2 separate regions of the Oryctolagus cuniculus genome follow, and region 1 is linked to region 2. The links are chromatin contacts, called in public Micro-C maps. All regions are on one chromosome and are shown on one strand. The core of a region is the stretch at or near the end of the contact, and the rest is flanking DNA. Distances in the headings are between cores, read along the strand shown.

Evidence for each region. Hi-C and Micro-C count contacts between places; a contact is called where the count stands out from the background.
Region 1: a Micro-C map of ear pinna shows a contact between it and region 2, with 7 times the contacts expected there. The contact joins the promoter of ROR2 here to the enhancer-like site in region 2. A contact is called at or near these places in 4 of 6 Hi-C or Micro-C datasets (ear pinna, psoas muscle, skin fibroblasts and 1 more).

The regions. Positions count from the first base shown.
Region 1 is chr1:140,322,962-140,327,188 of mOryCun1.1, forward strand. ROR2 (receptor tyrosine kinase like orphan receptor 2) reads right to left here and starts at 2,336. Exons shown (of 9, transcript XM_051847319.2): 1 at 1,973-2,336. The coding sequence starts at 2,057.
Region 2 is chr1:140,154,780-140,158,962 of mOryCun1.1, forward strand. The region is part of intron 2 of ROR2 (receptor tyrosine kinase like orphan receptor 2); the gene reads right to left. Among named protein-coding and RNA genes, the nearest start is that of ROR2, 170 kb to the right of the region's middle. Within about 2 kb of position 1,807, at least 1 of the 8 cell types and tissues checked has an H3K27ac peak or open chromatin away from gene starts, as enhancers often do.

The DNA.
Region 1 (4,227 bases), core at 1,086-3,585, 170 kb after region 2:
AAGATGTTTTCATTTATTTTCTCCTAAATGGGCCACTATACCATTAAGACCATCGCTTCCAGGAATCTGAGCCAGGAGTAAACACTAGGGATGAAAATGGGGGGAGGGGGCCCAGCCTCCCCACCAAGGAGGGGTCCAGGGTCCCAAATCGGGTTTTTGTCCCTTGAGGGAACAGAGCCTTCTTATAAAAAACTAGAGTCAGAATTTACAAGTGCTTTTAGAATGACCTTTCCATGTAATTAGTGAACTACGGAGCGCATAAAAACGCAAACGACAGGGCCTTCCAACAGAAAAGACCCGAACACTCAAATCCCCCCAGGTGATCGGACGATTTCATCCACACTTCGAACACGAATCGTCAACCTTATTTGAATTTTCGATTCAAGTAGCGATCCAGAACGAAGAGGACCGCACCCTACGGCCTCCCCTTACAGAGAGAATCTCACGACAACGCCCCTGGGTTGCTCTGTCCATCATACACGTCTGAAGTGTCCCCTGGAGATGACGGCGGCGATGTGGACGTGACTGCACCCCCAACACGGCCACTCTCCAGTTCTGGGCACAACCTCGCTGCAAGCAAAGGCCCTCAGCACCTACCCGAGCCTCGCGGTTCGCAAGACCCCAGCCCCGCACCCCGCACGTGGAGGCAGCCCCGCAGCCACCAGCACCGGGGCCCCCTGACTCTACAGGGACTGGGGGTGCATTAGTCCAGAGAAGTCACTAACGAACTTACAGTGCTGACTTCCCAGCGGTTCAGGCTTTGACCCACAGCGACGACACAAAGCTAAGACCCCCTCCCCAAATCAAGGGACCGGGAGCGCCTGACGTCATCCGCATCTGCTTACACCGCAAGCCCACCCCCACCCCCACTCCTGCTTCCAGGAAGGGCCGCTCCCAGGCTGCAGGTCCGGACACCCGGGGCGCGCAGAGCGAGCGCAGCAGGGCGCGGAAACTGCGGAGCGCCCCCCACCCCCAGCCCGCGACAGTCGCCTTGTTCTCACCTGCCTGCCGGAACGCGGTGGGGAGGGGGACGGGGCGAGCACGGCAGCCCACGGACGTGTAAGGGGCGTCCCACGTCGGTCTCTCATCCTCCGAGGCCTGGACGCCCCGCCCGCCTTCCCCACGCCCGCTGGGTGTCCCAAGTCCGCACCGGGGGGCGTGCAGGCCGGAGGTGTCCCCGGGGTCTGCTCGGCGCGGACGGGAGCTGCCTTCCTCCACACCCCGCTCTGAGCCTCCCCGCAGGCCCTCTGTGCGCGTCCCGGGGCGAGCGCGCCCCAGGTCCACGCGGCCGGGCCTGCGCCAGGGGCCCCCCGAGAGCTGCGGGCTCCCCTCGAGGAAACAAACCATCGGATGGCCGAGCTCCACGCCTCCAGCCCCGCGCTTTCTCCTCTGTCCTCGGGGGGGGGGGGGGTGTCTCCTCTGACCCCAGCCCCCCAAGAAGCCGCGCTTCGGCCATTCCCGGTGGAGGAGAGGGGAGTTCGAGTGCCAACAAAAGGCAAGCCAAAGCGCGTTCCACCGAGCGGCCCAGGGGACGGAGGGTCGGGACCCAGGAACCCCGGGTGCTCCCCCGGGTCTTGTCCAAGCAGGGCGCCCGCCGAGCACCTGGAGTGGGGACCTCCGGATCAGGCAGCGACCACTGGGGCCTGTGAGCTCGGAAAGGGTACCCTCGGGGAAGGAAGGGCTGATCCAAGTCCGGGGATCCTGGGCGCACGGCGGTGGACGCGGTCCACGGCCCCGGACGCGCGCTCAACCCCACGACCCTCGGAAAGCCCCCGGCCTCTGGAAACACTTAGCCCGCCCCGCATCTCGGCTTATTGGAACCAGCCCTGGGTGGCCCCGGGGGCGCGGGCCGGGGTGCGGGGCTGAGGCTGGCGCCAGGCGCGGTGCGGAAAGGCTCTGTCCGGCGCCCCTCGCTGGGGAGCACGGGCGCCGGCGCGGCGGCGGAGCAAAGAATGGGTGCGCCGGGTCCTACCTGAGATCCTGGGCACGGAGAGCAGGAAGGCGGCGGCCGCCCAGACGGCCGGGGCGCGCAGCGGCAGCGCCGAGCCCCAGGCCATGCCGCTGGCCGCGAGGGCCGAGCCGCCCTCCGCACTCGGCCTTCGGGCTGCGGAGCCGGGCGCCACCACCCCTTTCGGCTGCGCGCGTCCGCTCCTCCTCCTCCTCCTCCCGCGCTTCCCAAGTCGGTCCCCTTCGAGGATCTCGTCGCCGAGCTCCTCTCCTGCCCCAGAGGTGCAGCTCCACTCCGGCCGCGGCGCGGGCTGGCTGGGGGAGGCTCCCGGGCGCGGGCGCGGGCGTCCCGCCGGCCGCTGGGACTAGCGCGGGGGGCGGACCGCGGGCGGGCGCGCAGGAGGCAGGGTCCCCTGCTCGCCCGCCCCGATGGGCAGAGCGAGGCCGGCGCCGGCGCCCCCTGCCGGAGAGACAGCGGGCGGCGGGTGGGGCGCCCGAGACGCGGGGCGCAGGGGCCGCCTCTCCCTCCCCAGCCTGCGCTTAGGGTCGCTGGCACACAGGGTGTGTCCTTGGGGAGCGTCCAGGTGGATTTCGCCGGGGCTGCCCACGCCGCAGAGGCTCCCGTAAACAGTCACCACCCACCTTCTGGACAGCCGGGACACCTAGGGGACCTTAGATCACAAGGGACAGCGTGCGCCTCCAGCCTCCACCCGGTCCCAGAAGACGGCGGTGCCGCAGGAACCGGAGACGCGCCAGGTTGTCACTGCCGGCGCCCTGCCATGCCCGTGGCGACAACCGTGTCCCTCCAGACTGCTCGGGACTGCTGGCAGTGGGACCGCGTGGAGGCAGCCCGCGGGAGTGCGATGCTATCTGAAGCCACCGCGGCTCTGGGTTTATGTTAAAAGCAAATTGTGTAATTTTACCCATTAAAGGCAGAACGCTATTTGTTCTCAGCAGAGCCCCAGAACATGCAGAAGTAATTTGCCTCACTTGTAAAAGACGTTTTGAACGCAATTCAAACAGCATTTTTTCTTGCTTATTCTCGGCACATGCAAGGCTCTGGATCTGGAAGGCCTGACCCTCTTGTTTGTAAGCGAGGAATGTTCTTTGTCTTACCTCTCTGGGGGGACAGGATTTGGATTCTCCAGTATCTCGATTGTTTGTTTTGTGAGATTTATCTTTTAACTGATTAGCAAGCGGTTTGTTTGGTGTTTGTGCTACGGCACCATTCCCTGTTAATTGGGGAGAATTAAGGAAAATCCTGGCCTTGGCGGAAGCCTCAGAGCTGCCCCCCTTCCACCCCCAACCCCACACCAGCAAATTTTTTTTTGCCTTCCCAGTGCCTCTGACAGCACAGAAGACCAAAGTCCTCTTGCTATGGTGAGCTGACAAACCCTGTGTGCCCCGTTTGTACCAGGGGGAACGTAGCACCCGGTTCTCCTCCCTCACCCACAGGAGGGGTTGCTGCAAATGTGGGGGCTTCCTCATGATGCACCTTCATGGACCCCCACCCGGAGCCCCACGGCCAGCCCAGCCTTCTGCCCTCGCTGGTGCCAGTCTGAGAGGGGGGCCGCCCTCTGGGGTGTTGGCTGAGGACGGCCATGTGTTTCTGTTTGGGTTTTTCCTCCTTTCACCCTCCCTGGGGAGCCCTTAAGGAGCTTTTAGAGTGAGTCAGGTTGTAAGAGTCAGTCCTGAAGCACTTCGTTGCAAACCTGTCCCTTCTGGATCTGGTGAAAACCAGACGGGGATTGCAGAGATGGACTCTGGGGGCTCCATCCTGAAAAATGAGTCACCGTAAGGCAAGGCTGTGTCCTCTCCCTGCGACTGTGCACCTTGGAACAGGAGGTGCCTCTTGCCCTCCAGGCTGCACGGCTGGGGGTGCAGTTCCAGAACCTGATCCTTGGTCACTCCGCCATCCATTTGTGTGTGACCTTCAGGAAAATGACCTGTGGGCTCCCCTGCAGGCTGTTTCATGTGACTCCGAACCCACTAACCTGCCCCCAAAGTTTAACCCGCTGCGGCACAGCGGTTTAAAGCCCCAGCCTACAGCACCGGCATCCCCTATAGGCGCTGCTTCGAGTCTCGGCTGCTCCACCGCGGATCCAACTCCCTGCTAATGCTTCTGAGAAAGCAATGGAAGATGACCCAAGTGCTTGGGCCCTGCACCCAAGTGGAAACCCCAAAAAAGCTGCTGGCTCCCGGCTTCGGAGCGGCTCAGCTCCAGCCCTGTGGCCTTTAGGGAATGAACCAGCAGATAGAGGTCTTCTCTCTCTGTGTCAC
Region 2 (4,183 bases), core at 557-3,056:
ACCCGGGTCCTCCTGTTGCTCACTGGTTGGCCTCTCTGCTCCCCGTCCTCTGTCCCTGTCCACCCTTTGCCTCCTGATCGCCCCTCGTCTACTCAGAGGAGGCAGGCAGCGAGTCCGGGGGAAGGCAGGGACCTCACCACCTCCCACCGAGGTGCTGCCAGTGCCGACAATGCAGTGGGCTCCAGCAAACACTTGCTGTGGAAACGTTCAGGGGCCACGTCCATCGGTACCCATCTGGGTACCCAGATTTCCCCCCACATTTCTGCAGCACCGTGCTCTGCCCTCTGCTCTACATGTGCCCACTCTGCTCTCCCTGAGGACACAGAGTCTCTCTCATTGCAGGGAGATGACTGGAAGCAGCAGTGCAATCCGCCGCTGAAGGTGCCCAAGTCTGCCTTGTGGCCATCTGGTAAACCTCAGCCCTACCACTCCGTTCTCTGTGCTGTCTAAATGAGGAGACTTCAGGGAGCATGCTCTATCCATCCGACAGGAGGGACACACTCCCCAGTGTTCTGCACCCTGGGTCACCTGCTGGCCATCAGTGCCAGAGGATATGGACGGAGTACCTCTCAGGCTCTGTTCTGGACCCTAGGGAGTATGCCATGTTCTAGGGAGTACCAACCCATCCCAAGGGGATGTCAGGCACATGGACACCAAGGTTAAGGCTTCATGGAGCCAGGTTTGGGGTTGGCACTGGCCACACAACTACCCATTCACTGCGAGCTCAGAAGTACCACGAGACTGACGGTCACTGTGCCCATCTTGCAGAGTAGCACACTGAGGCCTGGAAAGTATCGTTGGCCAGCTCAGGGAAGCTCAGCTGGGGGCCAAGAGTCACGGGGCACAGGCCCATGCTGAGCCCACGTTCTCAATCACAGACCCAGCATTCGTTCTGCCTCTGTGATCAGGATTCTGTGTTCACTCTCTGCGTGGTTAGCTTTGAGGGATCCCCAGTCTGTGTGAAACCTACAGAAGCATCATACACACACACACACACACACACAAAGTTTGCAAATAAACCAGAAACACGTGCAACATGTTTGCCAATTAGCACGCATGACCGATGTGAACTGAGAAACTGGCGTTCGGTAAACAGAGAGCAACAGGCACTGTCTCCATGGCAATGCAGCCAACTCCGCTGATGGCTGTTTTCTCTTTGCAAGACAATTTTTGTTCAGTTCCGTGCCAAAGCCTGTCACAGACGGCAGGGGCAGCCCAGGATCTGCTCCCCGGCACCTGTAACCCCACCCTCCCCTCGCACAGTTCGGTCAGGAGCTCCCCCTGGGGCTTCCACATGGGCCTCGAGCAGCTCCTCCCCCTGGCCAGCAGCTGCGCAGCTGCGTCTATTTTGGCCGAGCCAGAACACAGGGGGCCAGCGGAGAGACAAGAGCAGCCCCACCTCTCCTGGCGTTGGGAAATTCTCTCCACTTCCCACAACATTCCAAAGCACTGATTTTACAAAACACGGGCTGTATTACATGCATTTCAAATATAGCCTTGGAACAAAAGAGCAAATGGTTTCTAGGCCAAACGTAAGCTTTTGTAAGTAGTTGAACAAAGGCAATTAAATACATGTGTGTATACACACTGCATGTCCGACGTAACAGGGAATGCAAAACTCCCAGCAAGCCTCCACTCACTTGCTAGACTGGTGCTACAGCAGGATCCCAAAAGCCAGCATCAGTCCTAATAACCGTGGTGCTTTGGCATACGGATATTCAAGGCCAGCTTTTCATCTGTAAGTCACAACACGCCCTGGGATCATTTTCTCACATACGTCCACTCCTGTCATTCTTTGGCATCCTTGGGGGTAGCTACCAGAGCTTCCCACAGACACCCAAATCCCCGAGAGCCCAAGTGCCTTAGAGACAATGGAGCAGTGGCTGTCTATAACCTGCACACGTCCTGCAGCACTTTAATTCTCGATTACTTACAATATCCAACACAAGGTAAACAAGTATCTCACTGTGCTGCTGAGGGAATGATGACGAGGAGCAAAACTCTGTACGTGTCTAGTACAGACACATTGTTTTTCCCCAAATATTTTCAATCCCAAGTTAGTTGAATGCCCGGATGTGGAACCCAGAGATACAGAGGGGTGACAGCTAATGCCAAACCCTGGCACAGTCTTTTACAGTCAATTCTTAGATTCTGTTTTGCTCAGACCCAAGTAAAGCTGTCAGGTCACTGATGGACAGACTGGCCCACCAGCCAATTTATCCTTGATTCTGCAGATGGGTGTGCATCGTAAACAGTAATTGGATTAAAGAAATGGCTATTACAGTGCCTCCAGTTATTATTTTTATATTTAATTTAAGCCACATGTGGCCAACCCATGACACTCCCAGAAGCAGTTTGAACAAAAGGGCAGGGATCAAGAGTATGGGGTTGCCAGGCGCTCCTTCCACCCCTAGAGGGTGAGGGGCTGGAAAGGAAGGAAGCTGCAGTCCCCTATGGGACGAGAGCTGTCCCTCAAAAGTCAAGTCACACCACAGGACCAGAGGTTGCCAGGGGAACACGGGGGCTTAGGGGACCGTTTATCATGAGTCCTGTCCCAGAGGGTGTGGAGGTCCTGGTGCTTAGGAGCCGATGGATCCACCAGGAATCATGACTGTGACACTCTCAAATAGCAGGACAGTAGGCACTGCTTCTGGGTGCTTGCTGTGAGCTAAGCAAGGCCCTGCACCCCTCCTAGAGGGTGGTGGAGGGAGGCAGGGGGAGTGCACCTATCATGGGATTGAGCCAAAGCAGAACCACACTCAAGGCCTGGCCCTGGGCTTGCTGGAGCCACGAGGTACGCACGCCTGTGTTCTGGCCAAGCCCAGCTCAGAACTGCAGCACCTACCAGACTACAAAGAAAACAGGGCCGGGTATTCTGGGCTTTTTTGCTTTTGTAATCTTGCACGTGTGCACACGGACATGCAGACACACACACACATACATGGGGAAGTGCACGCGTGCTTGACAAGTTACCTCTGCAATCAGGGCTGCAGTGCCCCCCCACCCCCGGAGAGGTCCAGGGCAAGCTTCCAAACTCGCACTGAAACTCCCCTCGGCACTGGGAACGCACTGAAGCACACACGGTTTTTAACCCCAGCACTTCCGAGTTAACAAAGTCAGCAGGCAATCAGATCCCAGGTAAGCAACTCATCCAGCAGCGCCCTATCCCTAACCTCAGCCTGACGTGCTACTCACATACCCAAAAGGGAGGGCAAAGAACACTACCCAAGGCATCGGACCAGACTTAGAAATGTCTGAGCTGCTGACTGGCTGGGAATAAAAATGTCTATTAAACTCTAGCCGATGGTCGTGGCTTCCCCTCCATAAGCAAATGCATCTTCCTGAGTGAGGCATGAACACTGCAGCCGTCCCTGCCTCCCGGACTCCTTCAGGATCACCCCACTCCCCATGTCCTTTCCCAGGCCCCCTCCCTTCCCCAGGCCCACAAGGAAGCCAGTGTGCCCCCCCGGGGGCTGCAGGTCTGCAGCGCATCTTAACCCATTTCTCCATGGGACACCAAAGTCCACAGAAAGCCAGCTCATGGTACTGCACACCCTTCATCTGGTCCCTCTGCTTCTCCTCCATCACACCCTACAGCTGACAGAGCCAGCTCCTCACAGCATAGATCTCAGGCCCATCTCAGGCCCCAACCTCAGGCCTCCCAGCTCCAGCAACGTGTAATAAAACGCGAACTTTTCCAGTGACCTAAGGAGCTATGAGTGGTACAGCTCGGGTCGGGGAGGGGGTGAGGCTGGACCGTTCTCGGTCTAGGCTGAACCTCATGGGAGCCTCTGGCTACATTTATATGCAGCTCCTAGGACTGAGGGCCCAAATTCTTCACTTCATTTGTTTTCAAGCACCTGAAGAACCAGGCCATGCTGAGCAGCGCAGGGCCAGCCCCTGCCAACCTGGGACTCCCCCACCACCTGCCCATAAGCCAGACCACTTCCTCTCAGCACCTCTGAAGCACCAAGTCTTGTTTGTGTCGGGACCTCTGCACAACCCAGGGCACACTGCCCTGGCCCCCTTCACCAAGCCACGGTCCACTCCCCAGATTTCAGAACAACAGGCTGTCCCCAAATCAAAATGTTCCTTCCTCTTCCAGCTCCCTGCAAACTGACCCCTTCCCAGAGGCCGCTCACCAGAGTCCAAATTTTAGAATAACCTGACTTTCTCCAGTCCT